Regions from separate parts of the Zea mays genome. Here region 1 is linked to region 2. A link is a contact called in public Hi-C data. All regions are on one chromosome and are shown on one strand. The core of a region is the stretch at or near the end of the contact, and the rest is flanking DNA. Distances in the headings are between cores, read along the strand shown.

Evidence for each region. Hi-C and Micro-C count contacts between places; a contact is called where the count stands out from the background.
Region 1: a contact with region 2 is called in a Hi-C map of bundle sheath, with 5 times the contacts expected there. The contact joins two enhancer-like sites. A contact is called at or near these places in 2 of 25 Hi-C or Micro-C datasets (bundle sheath and root tip).

The regions. Positions count from the first base shown.
Region 1 is chr6:161,426,755-161,433,243 of Zm-B73-REFERENCE-NAM-5.0, reverse strand. It overlaps LOC100283598, which reads left to right. Exons shown (of 5, transcript NM_001371952.1): 4 at 823-1,056; 5 at 1,884-2,692. The coding sequence ends at 2,423. Among protein-coding and RNA genes, the nearest start is that of LOC100283598, 4.7 kb to the left of the region's middle. Within about 2 kb of position 4,388, at least 19 of the 20 cell types and tissues checked have an H3K27ac peak or open chromatin away from gene starts, as enhancers often do. A contact at or near this core is called in bundle sheath, where this site is marked.
Region 2 is chr6:161,233,284-161,239,944 of Zm-B73-REFERENCE-NAM-5.0, reverse strand. It overlaps a transcript of LOC103630414 not described here. Among protein-coding and RNA genes, the nearest start is that of LOC103630414, 16 kb to the right of the region's middle. Within about 2 kb of position 4,229, at least 14 of the 20 cell types and tissues checked have an H3K27ac peak or open chromatin away from gene starts, as enhancers often do. A contact at or near this core is called in bundle sheath, where this site is marked.

The DNA of each region.
Region 1 (6,489 bases), core at 3,139-5,638, 190 kb before region 2:
ATGCAAATCAAATGGTTCAATGCTGTGCAAGCATAGTATATAAGTGCCAGAGGGAGGTTGGAATAGCCTTATATGAGTTTTCTTATATGGGCTTTGTTTGGTGTTGGATTGTGTCACATACCTAGAATTTCAGGCCTTCTTAACTAAGGTTATATGCATACCAATAGTAGTGATGAAACTGTGTGATGTGGTGCTCTCTAATGTCTCCTTCTGAGTTCAGCTTTAGCATAGAAATAAGACAGGTTAAGAAAAAACAGTCATATTGTAGTAGCATTGTAATTGTAATGCACTTGCCACCATTTGACATAGTTAACACGTTCACCTACTTAGTATACCAGACATATAACTGTTGTATTTCCTTGACATAAATGTGAACCTTTGGTGGGCATGGGACATGCTTCTTTACTTAATGTTGTTTGCTAGGTGGACATGCAACATGTTTATGTACTTATTTTTGCACTCTCAACATAGGTGCATGATTATGTTTCTATTAGGTGGAGTCTGACCTTATTCCAGCCTGACCAGTTTCTCAAATATGCATAACTGGCAGTAAATCCTAGGAACTACAGTTGTATTAGTTTTCCATGATAGTTTTTATAAGTTATGCACTGGCAAAAGAACTGTTGAATTCTGTAATCCAACTAAAATCCCCTCCATTACACAAGATCAGCTACTTGAAATATTTAGTTCTAAGTGCGAGGTCCTCAGAACTTTCATGTTGAAAGAATGATTTCTTACAATCTGTAGGAATTTTTTCTTCAGTTTCTCCTTGATTGCCTTCTTTTAACCTGATCTTTACTGGCTCACTTTTACAATGTGCAGCGCAATTACCGGTACTTTTTCATGTTTGTTTCTTCCTCGACTCTTCTCTGCATTTATGTATTTGCAATGTCAGCCTTGTACATCAAGTTTCTCATGGATGAGGATTATCCAACAGTATGGAAGGCTTTCAAACACTCTCCCGCTTCTTTGGGGCTTCTGATATATTGTTTCATTGCTCTCTGGTTTGTTGGTGGACTCACTGGATTTCATTTGTACCTCATTAGCACCAACCAGGTTAGTTTCTTCAATTTGAGATTGATTAGTTAATTTGTTTTCTATACCAAGAATTTATTTTCTTCATGATGCTAGTTCTTTTAAAGTATGTACTTGAAAAATCAAATACTATCCAGAAGTGTCGGGACATGCTTGTGGTAATTCATGTCCACTAGCTTAACTGTATCTATTATTTTTGAGTTGGTTCCATGTAAAATATTAAGACATTATTTTGGTTTGACCATTTGATGTTTATCAACTTAAAGACTCTATAGGTATGCTCTAAAAATCAAAAGGGCACATTTTTCATATATTCCGCCATGTAATTGGGATTTTGGTTACTAGTCTTTTTGTGGTGGTGGTAGCGGTGGGGGTTATAGGGCCAAGCTCCTGCCTTAATCAAGACAAACAATGTTTACAGCATCCAGGTGAATTACACCCTCCTGTCAGTACCCCAGGAAACAGATTGAAAAACCAGCTAGTAAGGATAAAACAAACTCCGTGCCCCTCATATATCTTTCATGAAACACCAAGAGAAGCTAAATTCGACCATTTCCCAGACTCAACTGCGTCCTCCACATATGAACACTTGGACAGCAACCCTTCTGCTTCGGCGGGTTGGATCTTGTCCTTCCAGTTCATAGCAATTAAGAATAGAAATCTTCTCCCAGTGGTGCCATTCATCAGCATGTCGACCTTGCTGGGCTTACTGCTATCATTCTCACCTTGGCAACAAGTCTATATCTATATCCATAGAGTGCTTGGTTATGTGTCCAACCTTGATACTAGTTTCATAATGAATGAAGCAACTCTGCAGTTTTCTGTTCTGACGCTCTGATTTTTTGCAGACCACGTACGAGAATTTCCGATACAGATCAGACAGCAGGCCTAACATCTATAGCCAAGGATGTCTGAATAACTTTCTACAAGTCTTCTGCAGCAAGACAAAACCTTCTAAACACAAGTTCCGGGCCTACGCGCAAGAGGAAGTGCGGCCTCCAACGGTTAGCTTCGGCAGGGAGGTCGATGAGGAACCGGTCGGCGGGCCTCGGCCGAAAGTTGAGGACGATCTTGAAATTGGTACCGATCTTCTGAAGATCTCTCAGCGGCGCAACTACGAGGACGTCGATGCAGAAACGGGAGGCCGTCGCAGTCGCAGCAGCGAGGTGGAAGGCACGGCCAGTGCCAGACCTGCTGTGGCGTGCTCGGAGTCCCAGATCCCTGCGGTCGGGGGTACTGACGTGAGGGTGCGGCACTCGAGCTGGGACCGGCGAAGCGGGAACTGGGACATGTCGGCTGTGCTTACGAGGAGCGCGTCAGATGTGATTGGACGTAGCAGCGTGTTCGCCGCGGACGCTGCACGTCCATCTCTAGAAGAGACTCGCTAGCGAACTGTGTCTGTGCATCCAGGAAACATGTGCGAGCGGTTCGGATAGCGAGGCCATTTGACTCGTGGTGGTGGTGACACACACCCAGGTGTTTTGGCTTTGGCTGCCTTGATTGGGTTTTTGTTACCGACCCTTGTCAGTTGTCATGTATGGACAGTTATTTTTAGTCAGAGAATCTGCCCCCATTGTTGCCGGCATGTTCGTGTGCCTGTAAATTGCAAATGCAGGATCCTCATCAACTTCAATTCTTATTGGGCTGTTTCTTTGAGAATGCGTAATGTGAAAAAGCATCTGGCCTAGCTCTTTATAGGAATGGATGCAATTTTAAAGCATCCGAACCCTTGTCAGGGAGTGAAGCAAAAAAATTGCTCGTGATCGCACATGTGATGTTTATCTAAACTCACCAGTGATAGCACCGTGGATGCAATTTTAAAGCATCCGAACCCGTCCCCGTCGGGGATGACCCCAAATTTTTACTCGGCGTACAATTTTAAATATTAATTTAACTATCTCTACTATATAAAACACCAGTTTCTACGGTTTCAGGGAGACGTGGAGTTTGCGCAACTGCACGTATGATTTACTGGACGCTAAACGATGTCCATTTCTTTACTCAATTTCCGCATGCGTAGCCACATTCATGATCTGCTCGAGATAGCCTTATTTTCGTACCTCAAAATAAGGTGGGTAGCCATTTTTTGCAGCTTATTCTAACTATGTTTATTCCCACAATCTCTATTTGTACTAAAAGGTCAAAGCATACTCCGGCTTCGTTTGGTCTGAAGTGACTAAACTAGTCACTTTTAATTCCTAAAGAAGTAAATAGGGCTACTAAAACCTCGAACTAAAGTTCAGTCCTCTAATTACTAAAAGGGTGACTAAAAAGAACTAATGTTATGTTTGGTTTGTTGTCAAACTTGACACACTTTTTCTAATTTTTTTTTGTCTAAGATTAGTTCTATAATTCGGACGACGACTAACTTTAAATAAAGTTTAGCACAATTAGCCACGAACCAAAATAGCAGTAACATCAATTAATACGCGTGAGCAGGCACCATGGCGTTTGTTCAGCTGGTGTGAACACACCGAACCAGCACCTGCATACATTTATTTAAGGTAGTATAGTCATTATGCACAGTGATTATTAATTAATGCTGTTTTGCTAGATTTAGGCAACGAGTCCTCTGGTTGTGCGGGTTTCTCTGGAAAGCGTTTTCCTAGAGAAGCTGGATCGCAGTTAGGTCTCGTAAACCGCGTGATCTTGAGTGAACGCCAGAACAATCATTTGAAGCAGTTCAGAGCATCCGCCCGTCCGCGCAATGTGGTTGCAAGCACGTACGAAGAACTGTTTGTTTGCTTCTAGAATTGGCTCTTGTTTCTAGCTTAGTGGTGTTCTGCTGGTCTTGTGGATTCTGACTACTGCGAAGGGACTGGAGCTTGAAGCCTGCTGCGCTGATGTTGGCAAACCTGTCGATAATGCCTCCGACTCGGCGATCACGCCAGCAAAAGGATCCTTGGCCCTTGCAATGAATGGTTGGTTGGTTGTTTTCATTGGATTCATGTGCAGCTGGAAAGCTTGCGCTTTTAATCATTCTGGCAAGCAAAGCTGCAGCATGTTCTGAAAGTGACTACCACTTGCTGACCTGAAGCACGTACGTCGTCGGCCAAGTGACCAAGTCCACCGGCGGGGGCAGTAAGTATAGTCGGGCGGGCAGATCTGTTGCTTTGCTCTTGTTCGTTGACTGCATGGCAAAGTGGGAGTAGAACGGAATTGGTTGGAATCACTCGAGCGGTTTATTATTATACGTACGTGAACCATTCACCTTGCCTTCCGTTAATCAATAGACAAACAAAAACGCAGGCTCTACTAATTGCAGTGCTAAGCAAACGCTGGGTTCCCGACTGTGAGGGTGTATATGTACTTTCCAGGTTACCGTACGTAAGATCCTTGCGCGCGGCCGCCACATGCCAGCCACACCACACTCCTTTAATTTTCACCATTCCTGACGCGTTTTCTTCGTCGTTCATGCTGACTGGAGCGAGAGACTTTATTTGGTACTGCGGATCATTCATTCCATGACAGCTACTACCTTGCTCGTGCCACTTCGTTGTCCAATCTTGCCACGTCGGAGAATGCGATGCAAAAGCAGGAAAACATGCGGCTCTGACGTGTTGACCGACCTGACCTGACGGCTCTTTTGTTTCTTGCGTTCCGCATCGTGCATCGACGAACGAACGTGTCGATGCCGTCCGTCTGTGGTCCATCTGAGACCTGACATCGTAGCTGATGTGGTTTGAACGATGAGCTGGCCTGGCGTTGAACGTGATACACGGTCGACCTGTCGCTAGCTCTAGCCCTGTACTGTACCGGAGGCGGCGCTGCGAGTTGGGTTGACCTCCTCTGTCGCTGCCTCAGACTCAGACAGAGCCACCATCTATTCTATTATTACGTGTCGTCGGTATATTAGCCTCTGCCTCCACATCCCTGCTCTGAATCTGAAGAATAATCAAATACTAGTAGCTAATGAAATTATCGATTTGTTCTAGAAGCTTCTAATGAAAGGATCGCTAGCGAGTTTAACTGCAGTACTGCCGGTGTGACGTGGTAGGCGACGAGAGTGGCGGCGTGGTATTTGTCTTGTATAGTACGGAGTAGTTCAGTGGCCCCTGAACAATTTGGTGCCGCGTTGTTGATATCACGATCCAAATGGACGTTATCTAAAGCAGTAGTATTCATGATTTTCAAACAACCCGTCCCAGTTTAGTACATGACACATAACGTTTTCCTGTAATTCTATAACATATTTAGGGGGTGTTTAGTTAGAGGGACTAAAGATTAGTCTCTAGTTTTTAGTCTCATTTAGTCCCTTTTTTTTCCAAACACTAGGACTAAAATATTAACTAAAATGATTTAGTCTTTAGTCCTTCACATATGTGCTAAAAGGATTAAATCATATTAATTCCACATTTACCCCTCATTTAGTTCAATTGTACATTTGTACTAATAGCAAGAGAATGTTAAAGACTATTTTAATCTTATTATGGGTGTGTTTGGTTTGACTTTTGGCTTTTGCTTTTGCCCCCCTAAAAGCCAAAAGCTAACCAAAGGGCTGGATCTAGGAAGCAGCTTTTTCTAAAAGCCGACTTTCTCGTAGTGCAAATTTGAAAGCACCCCTGGACCAGCTTTTAGTGGCTTTTCAGATGAAACTGTAAAAACATATATCGAAAAAAATTTAACGACTTTTAGTGGTTTCCACCAAACGGTTTTTAGGTTTTTAACAGCTTACAGCCTACAGCAGCTTTTTTCACAGCTCACAGCTCACAACAACTTTTTTCACAGCCACAGCCCAACCAAACAGACCCTATGAGTCATTTAGTATATTTTTACTATTTTTAGCCCTTAGAACAAAACATGTTAGGGACTAAACTTTAGTACCCTAACTAAACTTTAGTCCCTAGACTAAGGCCATGTTTGGTTTCAATTAGTCCTAGAACTAAACTTTAGTTCTAAGACTAAACTTTAGTCCCTACTTGTTTGGTTATAGGGACTAAGGGTGTGTTTGGTTTGACTTTTGGCTTTGGCTTTTGCCCCCCTAAAAGCCAAAAGCCAAGCAAAGGGCTGGATTCAGGAAGCAGCTTTTTCTAAAAGCTGACTTTCTCGCAGTGCAAATCTGAAAGCACCCCTGGATCTGCTTTTAGTGGCTTTCGGATGGAATTGTGAAAACATATATCGAAGAATTTTTAACGACTTTTAGTGATTTTCACTAAACAATTTTTAGCTTTTTAACAGCTTACAGCCTACAGCAGCTTTTTCCACAGCTCACAGCCCACAGCAACTTTTTTCACAGCCACAGCCCAACCAAACAGACCCTAAATAGATTCTAAAGTCATTAAATACATTGTCCAAAGACTTAAATGCCCTCAGAATACATTCATGTGGGCTTTTAGTCTCTTTTAGCACCTATGTGAAGACTAAAGACTAAATCATTTTAGTCTATATTTTAGTCCTAGTGTTTGGCAAAAAAGGGACTAAATGTGACTAAAAACTAGAGACTAATCTTTAATC
Region 2 (6,661 bases), core at 2,980-5,479:
CTCCAGGGTCTGAGGGGGTTTCTTGGCGAAGTATTGGGCTGTAGGTCCTAGCCGAAGCCCCTTAATCATGGCCTCAATGACAATTTCATTGGGCACCGTTGGCGCCTGTGCCCTCAGTCGTAAGAACCTTCGGACATACACCTGAAGGTATTCTTCGTGATCCTGGGTGCACTGGAACAAAGCTTGAGCAGTGATCGGCTTCGTCTGAAACCCTTGGAAACTGGTGATAAGCATGTCCTTCAGCTTTTGCCATGATGTGATTGTTCCTGGCCGAAGAGAGGAGTATCAGGTTTGTGCAACATTTTTTACTGTCATGACGAAGGATTTCGCCATGACTGCAGTATTGCCACCATATGAAGATATGGTTGCTTCGTAGCTCATCAGGAATTGCTTCGGATCTGAGTGTCCATCATACATGGGGAGCTGAGGTGGTTTGTAAGACGGGGGCCAAGGTGTAGCCTGCAGTTCTGCTGACAAAGGAGAAGCATCATCAAAGGCAAAATTTCCATGATAGAAATCCTCATACCAGTCATCCTCGTTGACGAAGCTCTCTTGGTGAAGCTCTTTGTGCTGAGGCCTTCGGTTTTGCTCATCTTGAGCAAGATGACGAACTTCTTCAGAGGCTTCGTCTATCTGCCTTTGCAGGTCAGCTAGCCGAGCCATCTTTTCCTTCTTCCTTTGCACTTGCTGATGAAGCATCTCCATATTCCTGATCTCTTGGTCCAAGTCATCCTCCTGAGGCGTTGGACTGGTGGCCTTCCTCTTCTGGCTTCGGGCCTCCCGAAGAGAAAGGGTCTCCTGGTTCGGGTCCAGCGGCTGCAGAGCGGCAACCCCTGTTGCTGAAGCTTTCTTTGGCGTCATGACGAAGGTCGATGCTTGCCGAAGGTGGTCGAAAAGGGTTCACCGGAGGTGGGCGCCAATGTTGGGGACTTGTTCTCAAATGCTATGAGTCAAGAACAAGGCAACACGGAGAATATTAAACGTTAAAGTCCTTCGTCCTTCGAAGCATTATTTTCCTTAGGATATAATGACCATCGGACGAAGGTTATGAAGGTCATACCTTCATAAGTCACGACATATAATAATGAAGAAAGAATCATGCAGAAAATAAAAGATAATATAAACAGTCATGCATTATCATTATCTCATTTATATTTTATTACTAAGGAAAAATAGAAATGATATCAAATTACAAGTGTACCTTCGGCTTGAAAGAAGGTAAGAGTACAAGTGTGACGCAAAGGCAAATGCTAAGTCAGCGTCAACAGTACGGGAGCACTATTCATCTATTTATAGGCACGAGACGCAACCCATGTAAAATTACACCCATGCCCTTTACATCCACAAATAACTCTATAGTAATCCATCGAGGTCTAGATGATCTTTTCATCTTTAAGTTGGTTTCCTTTTCTGCTATCATGCCGAAGCTCTCCTGCTCACAGCTTCGGCGCTGCATCAACCTTCGTATTTTTTGTGCTTCTCCCACTGTGGTACTGATTCGAATCCGAAGATATCTGTCCACGCATTATACTCCAGAAACATTGTTAAATCATGTTTTTAGGACCTTCGGAAGCCGAAGGCCTCCAACAATGCCTTCTATCCTGACTGACGAGGCGGCGAACGTTTGATTTGCGCAGCAAGCGTGGAGCTAGGTTGTTTTTAGGGTGCAAATGCACCCAAAAAAACACAAATTATATAGCTTTAATTAAAATCTCACCATATATACACCTCTAGTTTATACACCCACAAGACTAAATGCATCCTCTTTAATTTTGTTCTAGTTGAGCACAAAAGCTCTTCATCGGCATGGCTACCAGTGCCATCTATCTACGCTATATGATCTACGCCTCTATGCAATTCTTGACCTGCAAAAAAAAATAAATCCTAACTTACATAGACCTATGAGCTAATTGTACCGATCGTCTCGCCTTGCTCGCCTCGGCATCAACGGCAATCACCCGGCGAGCCTCTCTTTTTTCCCCTTCCTCCTCCTCCGGTGGATGTGGATCACGATCCGCGTGGCGCTCGCCGCCACCGGCCGTAAGCCGTCTCGGTTCCGTGTCACTGTAAATGGCTGCCAGTGACCGAAACCTCGGCCTCTTCCTCGCCTCTCCGTGGACGAAGCCGCCGTTGCGATCCTTCCCCGCGGGAAGCCGTTGATCAGCGCCCCTCCGACAGCTTTCCACCACTACAACCTTATTATCCTCCGCCACCACGTCGGCCGCCGTGGCGCTGCACGCGGAGCTGTCCACGCCCTTGACACCTGACTCGCTGCCGCGGTTGCCATCCTTCCCCCCAGCGGCAGGAGGAGGAATCCTTCCGGCGCTCCTCCTGCGGCTCTCCACCGCCGCCTCCTTCTCCTTCCTCTGGCACTTGACGCTGTCCGCGCTCCTGCTCTCCGAGACGGCGGCGGCGGCGGCGGCACCGTCGCCGTCGCCCCCGCTCAGCTGGATGAGCTGCTCCGCGGCTTCCAGGTCTAGCTGGTCAGTGTCTGCCGGCGCCACCGTACAAGACCCGGCCGTAGACTCCGCCTCCACCGCCCCGGCCGGGAACATAGCCGTCCGCCGACGAACCAGATGATGATGGATCGAAGACGATGACGAGGAGAGGACGGACGAAGGTCGATCGAGGCGTAGCTAGCGGTCGCAAAATAGCGTGAGGCCCCCGGCTTTGGACGGTGTGCGTGCTTAAATATAGGAGGCGACGGCGTGTTGGGAGAGGGGGCCAGCCGGCCAGAGAGGTGCCGAAGAAAAACTAGGAAGGTAGCAGGAAGCAGACGCGGCCTTCCCGGGATTTGAGGCTTTTTGCTTGAAGCCTCCTTGGACTCGTGCGTTTTGTTTGGCCCGGCTAAATTTAGAAGCCTTCGCTGGCTCGCTGCTGCGGCAGGTCGACTTGACCCCTTCCACGCAAAATCAATATTACTTGTAAATTAGGAACTAAAATAAAATAAAATAGATAAACTAAAAATTATTTCTATAAACCAAACACCTTCTAACATAGCTTGAGTATATGATGTATGCAGTTAATTATCGGATCCCATTGGTAGTATATCACACGGCCATTTGTTGTGTGAAAATAAACATTTGTTTACTACTAACTCTGCTTGAGTTTGTGCGTCGCTTTGTGCTAGAAAAGCTAGTGCGCCTACGAATGCTCGAGCTAAGGTGCAACTAGTGCAATACCTTGCGTTGCAACGTTATATCAATCATATTTGAAGGTATACTGCAATAGGTGTATGATACCCGAGGTATATTGGTAAGCTAGTGTGATAGGCACACTCTATAAAAAAATAAGTTTTAGATTAAAGTGGACCCTTTACAAAAAAAATATTAAAGTTGATATATGACGCGTATATCAAATATTTAACTGCAGATATTGTATTTTATCTTAGACAAAAGGCCAAAAAAGTATGGGTTGAAAATCATATCTATCTTTTTTTAGCTCGATCGATATCACTCGTACTCGTTTAGCTGGCTAGCTATAGCGAGGTGGTGCTATATGAGAGTGGCGCTACGTGTGGCTTCATACCATATTGGGATTGGATATTTTCTTAGGCCCATCTGTGAGGTAATGAACCGATTGTTAGACGAGACATGTGCGTGGAAGAGAAAACAAATCTAAGCCATTTGTATTTGACGCACGCAAGAAACTCGTACTTTAAAGTAGTAGAGATGAGCACACGTACGAGGCAACTGGATTTTCTCGAATGCAAGCTCAATGATTAGCGGTGATGAGTAGCACTAATAGACTAGCTAGCATGTTCACTTGACTTTAATCCGTCTCAGCTTCTACTACTTCTACAATGTTTTTTGTCTCTATGAATTACATCAGTCAAAATAGCCGGCTTTAATCAAAACGAACAAATTGTTTTGTTGTTAGTTTTGTGCTATAATATATTTAAAGTTTGTTATTATCTATCTATAGAAATAGTTGTTTGTTTTTTATATAACATAGAATATATTTCACTACTTTTATAACTTTGTCTAACGAGTTTTTCGTTCTCAAATATAAAATTACAGCCTATAACTATAGAAATTGTGATAAATTAAAACTACATTTTAAACTAAAATGTAGTTTTCTACGGCGACCCAATAGAACGCACGACTCTGGGCATCTGGCACACGGAACGAGTAGTCTGACCTCGATGGTGACGCGGCTGCTCTCCTCTGTCCTCAGATCAGCACACGCGCACTGGCTCGTCTTGACGGGGCCGTGGCGGCAGGCATTGACCTGGACCCAGGAGGAAAGAGTACTCGCACCGGCGGCGAATGACCCCCCAGGTCGTAGCATGTCATGGTGATGGTGACCTAAGAAAAACTGTGGAGGCTAAACCGCGTGTAGATGGGGGGATCAATCGCAGCAAAACTCAGGAGAACAAGAGTGATTTCTGATAGTCTGATCTCTGCCGGTCTTCAGTCTTCTGTCGTGCGTACAGTCAGAGAGTCACTGCTCGGGTCGGAGATCTGAACTGGATATGGAGACTGCAGGTCCGTTATGTTCATCAGTTCATGTATGATAGCAACCTGTATGCATGGATGAGCTGCCACGGCATTTGCAAGTACGGTTCGTGTCGGTTTCTTTCATCACTTGCGTCACACCTTTTTCAGATAATAATGCTCAACAATGTAATGACTGTACTATTTTACAGCATATGTAGATAGGTCCTCGATCGGCCAAGAGCTAGAAAGTTAACAAAAATAAAAAAAAGAGTAGTATGACTACTTTAGAGCATATATATATACTAGGGATATGCCCGTGCGTTGCGACGGCACAAAATCTCTACTCGCATGAAACCGAAATCAACAACACAATCAGATCTTAAGATGTGCCTTATTCCCTCAAAAAAAATCTGTTTGAGGCCTAAATGACCTTGCAACAGATGCTTGCAATCTAACAAATCTTTTTTAGATACCAGAACATATTGGATCTTTAAAAAAAAGACAATTCAAATTGACACATAAATTCATTGACATGATCAGAAAAAGAAAAGAGGGGACGTGATCAGCCAAAAACACAAGCCCCACCACAACTCACATATATTTTGTTTTCTTAAGATATGGCACAAACCGATCATCTATCCATTACCCAATAGAGATGGAACCAATATTACTTTGCATTTGGGAATACAAGAGAAGATATGTGATGCAATCTAACTCTATCTACAAGAGGAGGTAGAAAGATATAAACTACAGCTAAACATACTTTGAATCAATACACTTTTCTAAAAATTAGTTGCACGCCTTCATAGTGGTGGTAGGGTCTAGTGCATGACATGTCCCAAAGGTGACTATGCTCGCCTTGGTTGAGAAGTTGCGGGTCACCTCCATACCAACAGTTGTGTCCTTCTCTGTGTTCGCCAAATGGTAGGAGGTAGGACGCAGTGAGGTTGTCCCCTTTGTCGTTCCTGAAGGAGTGTTAGTGATCGAATCACTTTGCACACCAAAAAGCCACAAAATTCATGCATTATGCGCTAATATAAAAAATCATTGAAGGTAACAGCTTTCAACATGCAAGTTAACTGCCCAACAGGTAAAAAAACATAAAACATTTAAGATATGCTAGCAGACCTCATGCGGTGAGGAGAGTTGTCCACTAAAGTCTCGGGTTTGAAGCGACCTCACAAGGCTTGCCTCGAAATGTCCCTTCAACCCCATTCATGTGGAAGCCTCCTGCAGCAGTTTGTTGAAGGATTTACTATGAACTGGCTAGTAGAAACAACTTACAAGGTCATAGCAGCACTGAGATCTACAATGAAATAGATATTCAACCAATCTAGAAAAGGTGAAGAAGCATACCCTCCCAAATGCTTGATGTGGATAAGAAATGGCCATTATGTTTTTCAAGCCTGGTAAACCAAGTTCCTCGACTGTGACTGTAGTTGAGAGCTGAATAGGACTAATCTAAAATCAATCATATGCATAGAACAATTTATTTAATTCCAGGCAGTTAAACAAGAACCTTAACATAAGAAGGCTTGAATAAGACATGAACAAATTTAGAAGAAACTTACATGAGGGTCTGAATTTGCTTTGACATCCACTGTGACATTCTTGTGCTTTAGCTGGGCTTGGATCTCACTAATGATGGACTCATTTCTCATTGTGCTTAAAGCTGTTATATCCCCTATAGACAGAAATATTAGAAAGGAAAAGGTGGAAGACCAAATTTTCATCATCGTTAGTGAGAAGTATGAATATAATAGGTGTATGCAAACGTAGACAAAATCGTGCAAATGTTTCCATATATCAAATCACTGTGAATAACAATTAAACAAAATAAATCATAACCAATTAATTTCTTCCATAGTGTACCAAATTCATGTCTGAAAATTGCAGTATGAAAGTCTTTAGTGCTTGCTCTAATTATGAGTTATTTCAACATTGGATAACAGTGTAACAAATAAATCTTGAGAGCACAAGAAATCAATTAAGGAAATATCACATACCATTTTATTGTAAAGAAAAGCAGAATTCACAACTTCTCTGCTTTTTCAGATTGATTGTTGGGCTTATTGGTTCCATGTTCACTAAAAAGACCAGATATTGAGCGAGAGCTGAATTTTTCATTCAGCATGACATGAGAGTTCTTTGGGCTTGGTGTAGGGTCGGCAACCATTCATCAATGAGGGATCCATGGTTACTTGTGTCAGCCATGCTAGAAA